Regions from separate parts of the Sus scrofa genome. Here region 2 is linked to region 1. Evidence: chromatin contacts called from public Hi-C data. All regions are on one chromosome and are shown on one strand. Each heading gives the region's core, a stretch centred on a gene start, on an enhancer-like site or on the middle of the called end of the contact. The rest is flanking DNA. Distances are from core to core; before and after follow the strand shown. Region 1 holds the start of ARFGEF1 (brefeldin A-inhibited guanine nucleotide-exchange protein 1). Region 2 holds the start of LOC100521447 (serine/threonine-protein kinase Sgk3).

The links. Hi-C and Micro-C count contacts between places; a contact is called where the count stands out from the background.
Region 2: a Hi-C map of embryonic fibroblasts shows a contact between it and region 1, with 2.2 times the contacts expected there. The contact joins the promoter of LOC100521447 here to the promoter of ARFGEF1 in region 1. A contact is called at or near these places in 2 of 47 Hi-C or Micro-C datasets (embryonic fibroblasts and liver) and 1 of 2 datasets of contacts at active chromatin or transcription factors (skeletal muscle).

Annotation. Positions count from the first base shown.
Region 1 is chr4:67,462,972-67,466,846 of Sscrofa11.1, forward strand. It overlaps ARFGEF1 (brefeldin A-inhibited guanine nucleotide-exchange protein 1), which reads left to right and starts at 2,546. Exons shown (of 39, transcript XM_001928010.7): 1 at 2,546-3,213. The coding sequence starts at 3,090.
Region 2 is chr4:68,070,830-68,074,786 of Sscrofa11.1, forward strand. LOC100521447 (serine/threonine-protein kinase Sgk3) reads right to left here and starts at 2,263. Exons shown (of 17, transcript XM_021089284.1): 1 at 2,119-2,263. It overlaps VCPIP1 (deubiquitinating protein VCIP135), which reads left to right and starts at 2,574. Exons shown (of 3, transcript XM_003355045.4): 1 at 2,574-3,957. The coding sequence starts at 2,872.

The DNA of each region.
Region 1 (3,875 bases), core at 1,296-3,795:
AATCATACTGTATACACTTGTAATTATATGTCCACTGGTGACATGCTTGTTTAATCTTTTTCTCTGTTATATACCGTAAACTCTTAAATGCAGTGTAATCCTGACTTAGCCCAGTGTCTTTCATGCACCCAAGTTTCTATTCAAGAAGTTTATACCAAAAGCCTTCTTTATGGCATTACTATACTAGATGCTAGGCATATGGAAATGAATAGACAGATGAGGTCTTTCTCTTGAGGCTAACAGATAAGAATCAAGTAAGCAGACAAGATGACTACAGATTGTGATATGTGCTATGTAGTATACCCTGTTTAAGTGCTAAGATTTCTGTATTATTCATTAATGAATGCCAAGTGTATTGTTTAGGATTAAGTTAGCTGCTAAACATAACTTGAGTTTACTTTGCCCACCTAAAGTCCAGAATGAGCATTCTTGATTGGCTGGTTCTCCACCACATGGTAATTCAGGGACCCAGGCTTTGCCATCTTTAGCATGCAGCCACAGAAGGGAAAGGGCATGAAAATCTGCTTGTGGAGGATATTTTTTTTCTCTCTTGCTTTTTAAGTCCACACCTGCCGCATATGGAGGATCCCAGGCTAGGGGTCAAATTGGAGCTGTAGCCGCTGGCCCACACAACCACAGCAATGCCAGATCGCAGCCATGTCTGCAACCTACACCACAACTCATGGCAATGCCAGATCCTTAACCCACTGATCAAGGCCAGGGATCAAACCTGTGTCCTTATGAATGCTGGTCAGATTCGTTTTCACTGAGTCACGACAGGAACTCTATTTTTTTTTTTCTTTTTTTATTGAGCTAAATCTGGATGGTTACATTTAACTGGAAGACAGACTAGGGAACACAATTTATGTTTGTGCAAAGGAAAGAAGAGTAAATGGATTTGGTGATCAACCAGCATCTTCCACAGTACCTGCGACAGAACACCCGCATTATGAAGAAAAAAAGATAAATTTGGAATGGAGCTTGTTCTAAAAAACTTTATAATCTACAAGTGTACCTAGAAATTAGTATTATATTTGATCTAGTATACTGAATCTTTAAATTCTAGGAATCTAGAAATAGTCTTTAGAGTAAAATTAGTTGAATTTACAGATTTCTCAGGACAAGAAAGTTTAGAAAAATTAATGTAGGGGTTCCTGCCATGGCACGGTGAGTTGAGGATCCAGCATTGCCACAGCTGTGACAGAGGTTGCAGGTGCGGCTCGGATTCAGTCCCCCGCCAGGGAACTTCTGTATGCCTCAGGTGTAGATGAAAAAAAATAATAATAATTTGTTCATTTTAATTAGGATCATTCTCAAGGTTTCCATTTTTATTTCCCGTGGTTTTTAGACTGTCCCAAATCTTGTCACTCAAATTGGAGCTGTAGCCGCTGGCCCACACAACCACAGCAATGCCAGATCAGGGCCATACCGGCGGCATATACAGGTTCCCAGGCTAGGGGTCCAATCAATAGGAGATGGCCTACACCACAGCTCACAGCAATGCGGATCCTTAACCCACTGAGCAAGGCCAGGGATTGAACCAGCATCCTCATAGATGCTAATCAGGTTCATTTTCACTGAGCCACGACGCGAACTCCCAGACTCTCCATTTTTGAATTTGGATGGTTGCATTAGGACAAGTCCACAGTCAAGAGGATCGAATAGACCAGAACTGTGAGAGACACAGTCTAACAGTGTGTAACAGTTTGGGGCGTGTGGTTGATAACAGCCACACAGTAGCTTTGAACTTGGAGATATGCACCTAGATCACCATGTAAATTATTTGCATATAGTTTAATGGTATTCTTTATCATTTTCTGTTCTGAATGAAACATTGTAGACATCTGAATTCTTCTTTAGTATTTAAGCAGACACGTGTGTCTGCGGTAACATCTGTACTTAGAGCTTTTCCATTCTGAAACTAGTTTTCCTGTCCTGAGCCGAATCTTAGTATTAATGGCATAGAGCTCTAAGGGAACTCATCAATCAGAAGCATTCACCTGTTCCCTTAACTTTAATCTCAATTCAGTAGAGATCTGAAACCTAGAGTTTACCGATTTTTATCCTACAGAAATGAAAAAGTGAAACAGTCCCCAATCCTTGTCAGATTGGTTTTAGTCTTCCCAAGAGAGAATCCTGAGGTAGTCGGCGGGCACGGACCTGGACAGCAGTTTCGTGCAGCTGGTAAGGAAACTGAAAATCGAGAGTGCCAGGTGAAGACCGCGCGGCTGAACCTGGGCCGGACGGCTGTTTCCGTGACCCCTGGAGCGGAAGGGGCCGCGCGCCCACCGGGGGGCTCTCCATATGCTTCCGATACGTGGATGCAGCGCAGCTGGGAGACCCATTCATTCAGTAGGAGCTTCGGCCCCGGGGGTTCCGGGTGCCAGGGCGCAGCCCCAGTGAGGAGCCCGAAGCGCCCCGCGTGGCGCCGCAGGACGCCCGCCACGCCCCACGCCGCCCTGCAGGCAAACGCGGGAGGCGGCGAGGCCCCGCCGGGCCGCCGTAGCGCTGCGGCTCGAGCCGCTCCTCCCGCGCCGCCCTCCGCCCCCTGCCTCCCGGCGCCGCGGCAGCTCTGGGCAGCCGACGCTGCCGCCGCCGCTTCCTCCTCTGCAGCCGTTCGGCCGCTGCGTGACGCGTCGTTTCCTCCCAACATGGCGGCCGGGGCAGGTCGGCGGTGATGGAGGCCAGTCCGCGGCCACGGCGGGTGCTAATCCCCACAGTAGCCAGGGCAGCCCTGCTCTCGCCGGGCCTCTGAGCCGCCGCCTCGTCCCTCGGCCTCCGGCTGACGGCCGCCGAGCTGGGCTCCCTCGCCGCCCCCGGGCCGGAGGGACAAGTGGAGCGGGGTGGCCGGCAAACGACCCCCGGGCGGGGAGAAGCGGAGGTCCCACGGGCGCGGCCCCTCTGGGGGCGGTGACGACCTCCGCGCTCCTCGGCCGCCCGCCCCTTCCTGATCCTGCCGCTGCCCTCCACGCCTCCTCTTCCCCACCTCCACCCCCTCTCCTTTCTCTCCGCTTTTCCTCCCCCTCCTCCTCCCCTCCAGCCGCTGGGAGCCGCGGGTCGGACGAGCCGCCGCCTCCTTCTCTGCGTCCATGTATGAGGGGAAGAAGACGAAGAACATGTTCCTGACCCGGGCCCTGGAGAAGATTTTGGCCGACAAGGAAGTGAAGAAGGCGCATCACTCCCAACTGCGCAAAGCGTGCGAGGTGGCGTTAGGTGAGTGGGGAGGAGGCCGGGGATGGGGGTGGGGGAATGGGGGGGGCGCCGGCGCGGGAGGTGGGGTCGCTGGGGGCTCGCCCTGAGCCGGCGCCGCTAACCTCGGGGAGCCCTCGCCGAGCCCCGGCCGCCTGGCTGGAGTTGACAGTAACTCGGCTGGATGGGGGGCAGAGGCAGGGTGGAGGAGGAAGGGCAGTTAGTTAGCTCGGCCCGGGGCCGGCGGCTGCGCTCGGGCTCGACTCGGGAAGAGCAGGTTGTGTCGGCCGACCGTGCGGTGCGGACAGGCTCTCACCCTTTGTGAGGCGGCAGCAAGAGGAGCTGTTGTTTATTGGCGTGGAAAATTGAGGTGGAGCTGATTTGGCAGGATTGGGCGTGGGAAGGGTTCTGTCTTGTAATTTCCATAACTTTGTCGTTTGGCGTGGTACTTTGGGAAGCTAGGCTGAAGTTGTTCCCTTGTTGACAGTCTCGAGAAGGGGTTTGCGAGAGGTGCAGCCTGTTCTGACATCTCTCCGCCTCCGCCACGGGAAAAACAGAGTAATGTGGTATCCGACTGGGCTGACCTGGAAGAACTAGACCGGAGGTTAAGGGGTGGGGGGGCGAGATAAAAGCGGGGAAGGATAGGACCTTTAGATAAGATGGCTTTAGGGGACAAGGAAGGAAGG
Region 2 (3,957 bases), core at 1,013-3,512, 610 kb after region 1:
AGTGGCTCCAGTCACTGCAGGGGCAATTGATCCCCAGCCTGGCATAGTGGGTTAAAGGATCCGGCGCAGCTGCGGCTCAGATTCAGTCCCTGGCCAAGGAACTTCCATATGCCATGGGTACGACCATTAAAAAAAAAAAAAAAAGTTCATGACAGTGTTAGAATTGCACACTGCTGTTATTCTTCCCATGGTCTGAGGCTTTCATAATGAGAAAAATACATTTTCACCGAAGGTGTAACTTCTCAGTCACAGTAGAAAATAATTTCCACTTAAAGGGCATATCTAATTTCTCAATTTATAAAAGTCAGTTCTAAGACCACGTGTGAAGTTACCACCAAACTACTGTCAGATTAGAAATAAATTTTCCTGCATGAAATTATCCCCTTCAAAATAAGTAACATTACCTATCTTGTACGAAGGTAATATTATTTTTGCATGGGCCAGGTAGAATTGTGCAAGAAAATAATATTTGAAGGATTTCTCTTTGAAAAATGTCAGCTCTTTAGAAGAAAATCATAGACAATAATTAGGTGAAAGTCAGTACTAACATCCTTTAGGAGTGTTATTTTACAGATGGTTAATTTTGAAGGATCAAATTCTATTTACTCAAAAACCTAATAAGGAGTTCCCATCGTGGCGCAGTGGTTAATGAATCCAACTAGGAACCATGGGGTTGCGGGTTCGATCCCTGCCCTTGCTTAGTGGGTTAACAATCCAGCGTTGCCATGAGCTGTGGTGTAGGTCGCAGATGCGGCTCAGATCCAGCGTTGCTGTGGCTCTGGTGTAGGCTGGCAGCTACAGCTCCGATTAGACCCCTAGCCTGGGAACCTCCATATGCCGCGGGAGCGGCCAAAAGAAATGGCAAAAAGACAAAAAAAAAAAAAAAAAACCTAATAAGATAAACTGTTCCCTTGGCAACTACAAAATTTGAGTGGCCTCAGGGACTGCACTGATGTATCTATTTTGTGCCAAATGTTTCAGAAATTTTGAGGCAGTTCACTTATCTAAAGTCTCAGAAAGCAAGAATTTTCAGAATGATAACTGAAGGGGCTGGCTGTACAATATTAAGATAATACTAGCTTTCAATTAACATATGAATGTGTTTTGCATGAAGAGGCAGTTACCCAGCACACAAGTAATAAAACAGGTCTGTGGCCCCCCTCAAGGTAAACATTCCTACAGCCCCATTAAACGGAAACCCTGAGACCTAACTAAAGGTCTGAGCTTAAGAACTCTTTTTTTTCTCTTGCAGGAATAAATGTAAAAAGCCCTTGCTGGCTCTGAGATAGCCTGCTGATTTGACTTTGGACAAGCCATTTAACTCCTTTTGGTCTGTTTCCAGACCCAATATCTTTTGGTAAAGGTATTACAGGTGTGAGGATGAAATAATATATGTGAATGTAAACTATAAATAGTATCCATAAGTTAGTTACTATTTTATATAGTACTGTCCTAAGCTTTCCTATGTCCTGGTCTGTAAAATGGGAACAGATCTAGGTCTGAATGCCTGTGAACTTGAGCAAGTCATTTCCTTTCTGGACGTGTTTCCTAACAAGGTTATTATTATATTATGAAGATCAAATGATATCGTGTATGTAAATGCTGTGACAGGCATATATCAAGAACACAATAAATGATAGCTGTTATGACTCTGCGAGTAGGACTGGAAGACACAAACAATATCTATAGTTATTGTACATATGTATATTATTGTATGTATATTATACATACATATATGTATATTTAAATATGTACATATAAAATATGTATATTGGTAAAGGGCTTAGGTATATTTAAACTCTATACACATCCAAGGTATTGTTATCTGTACTGCAAACTGCAAAGACGTACACGGAACGAGGAAACAAATGGCGCCTCAGTGACCCTCTTTCCCAGAGAGTAGAAAAAAGGCAGACAACGGGGCTGAAGAGCCTCAGTGGCTTGTAACAGAGATAGGAATGAGAAGAGAGGAGTGTAACAACAAAAAAAAACCTGGAGAAACACTCCGAGAATTAATACACCATTCCCACCCTTTTCCTCTCGTGACCTCCAGCCTAGACTAGACCATTTCATTTAACTTCCCAGCCCGCCATGTCGCTGGACATTTATTTACTGTACCTTCTTCACTGAGTGGCTTTCATTCCCCTCCCCTTCTAGGAGTCTTGAACTTCAGACCCTCGGCTTCCGAGACCCATTCCCTTTAACTCTGTTTTTAACCAAGTTTCCCTGTATCCTCCCCTCCGTCTAAGGGGGAAGTGAGGCTGGTCGCACCGCAGGGCATCCTGGGAAATGTGGTCTCTCATACTCATTTTGCTTGGGCCCCAAAGTGAGGAAGACGACAAAAGAGATACAGTAAAAACTACAACTCCCGGCAGGCAACGTGAGTGACAGTCTTCCTTTCTGTCCCCGTTCCGATAGCCTTCCTCTTCCTCCTCTCCGCGGGCGCTGAAACGCTTACCCTCACGGTATTTGTAGTTCTTCGCGGCCCTAAGATCCTACCTCTTGAGGGCTAGGAGAAGGCTGAAAAACTCTAATTCCCAGAGGGTAGAGCGGCAGCTGCGCCTGCGCAGTCTCAGCGAGGGCGTGTATGTCTGTGTGTCTGAGGGAGAGAGAGCGAGAGTGAGTGAGTGTGAGTGCGGGGTAGGGTGGTGGCCGTTACGTTCGGGGCAACGGCTACGGCAGTGGAGAAGTAAAAAGAGAAACAACGTCCAGCGCTTCCGCCTTCGCTTAGGAGGAGGAGGAGGAGCTGGTAGGGAAAGGAAAGTGATTCGCCCTGGGCCTGGACTAGACCGAGTCGGGCCGGCGGGGGTCTGGGCTATGAGCCTTTGAGGGTCGCTTGGGTCGCGGAGCGAGACTCGAGAACCGAGAGCGATGTCTCAGCCGCCGCCGCCGCCTCCGCTGCCGCCGCCGCCTCCTCCCCCAGAGGCTCCGCAGACTCCGCCGTCCCTGGCGGCGGCGGCGGCGGCTGCTCCGGGGGGGCTCTCGAAGCGGAGAGACCGGAGAATCCTCTCCGGGAGCTGCCCGGATCCGAAGTGCCAGGCGCGCCTGTTCTTCCCGGCCTCTGGTTCTGTCAGCATCGAGTGTACCGAGTGCGGACAGCGGCACGAGCAGCAACAGCTGCTGGGGGTGGAGGAGGTGACTGACCCGGACGTAGTGCTACACAACCTGCTGCGGAACGCGCTCCTCGGGGTGACAGGGGCACCCAAGAAGAACACGGAACTGGTAAAGGTGATGGGCCTTTCCAACTACCACTGCAAATTGTTGTCGCCCATATTAGCTCGCTACGGAATGGACAAGCAGACAGGCCGGGCTAAACTGCTCCGGGATATGAACCAGGGCGAACTGTTCGATTGCGCTTTACTGGGTGACCGCGCCTTCCTCATCGAACCGGAGCATGTGAATACGGTGGGATATGGCAAGGACCGCTCCGGAAGCCTCTTGTATTTGCATGACACTCTTGAGGACATCAAGCGGGCCAATAAAAGTCAGGAATGCCTCATTCCAGTGCATGTGGATGGGGATGGACACTGCCTGGTGCATGCTGTGTCCCGGGCTCTGGTAGGCCGGGAGCTCTTCTGGCATGCCTTGCGAGAGAATCTTAAACAGCACTTCCAGCAGCACCTGGCCCGATATCAAGCCCTGTTCCACGACTTCATTGATGCCGCTGAGTGGGAGGACATTATCAATGAGTGTGACCCTCTGTTTGTACCACCTGAGGGTGTTCCCTTGGGCCTGAGGAACATCCACATATTTGGTCTTGCCAATGTGTTACATCGCCCTATTATTCTGTTAGATTCTCTCAGTGGCATGAGAAGCTCTGGGGATTATTCTGCCACCTTTCTGCCAGGGCTCATCCCCGCAGAGAAGTGCACTGGGAGAGATGGTCATTTGAACAAACCAATCTGTATTGCATGGAGTAGCTCTGGTAGAAACCATTATATCCCCTTGGTAGGCATA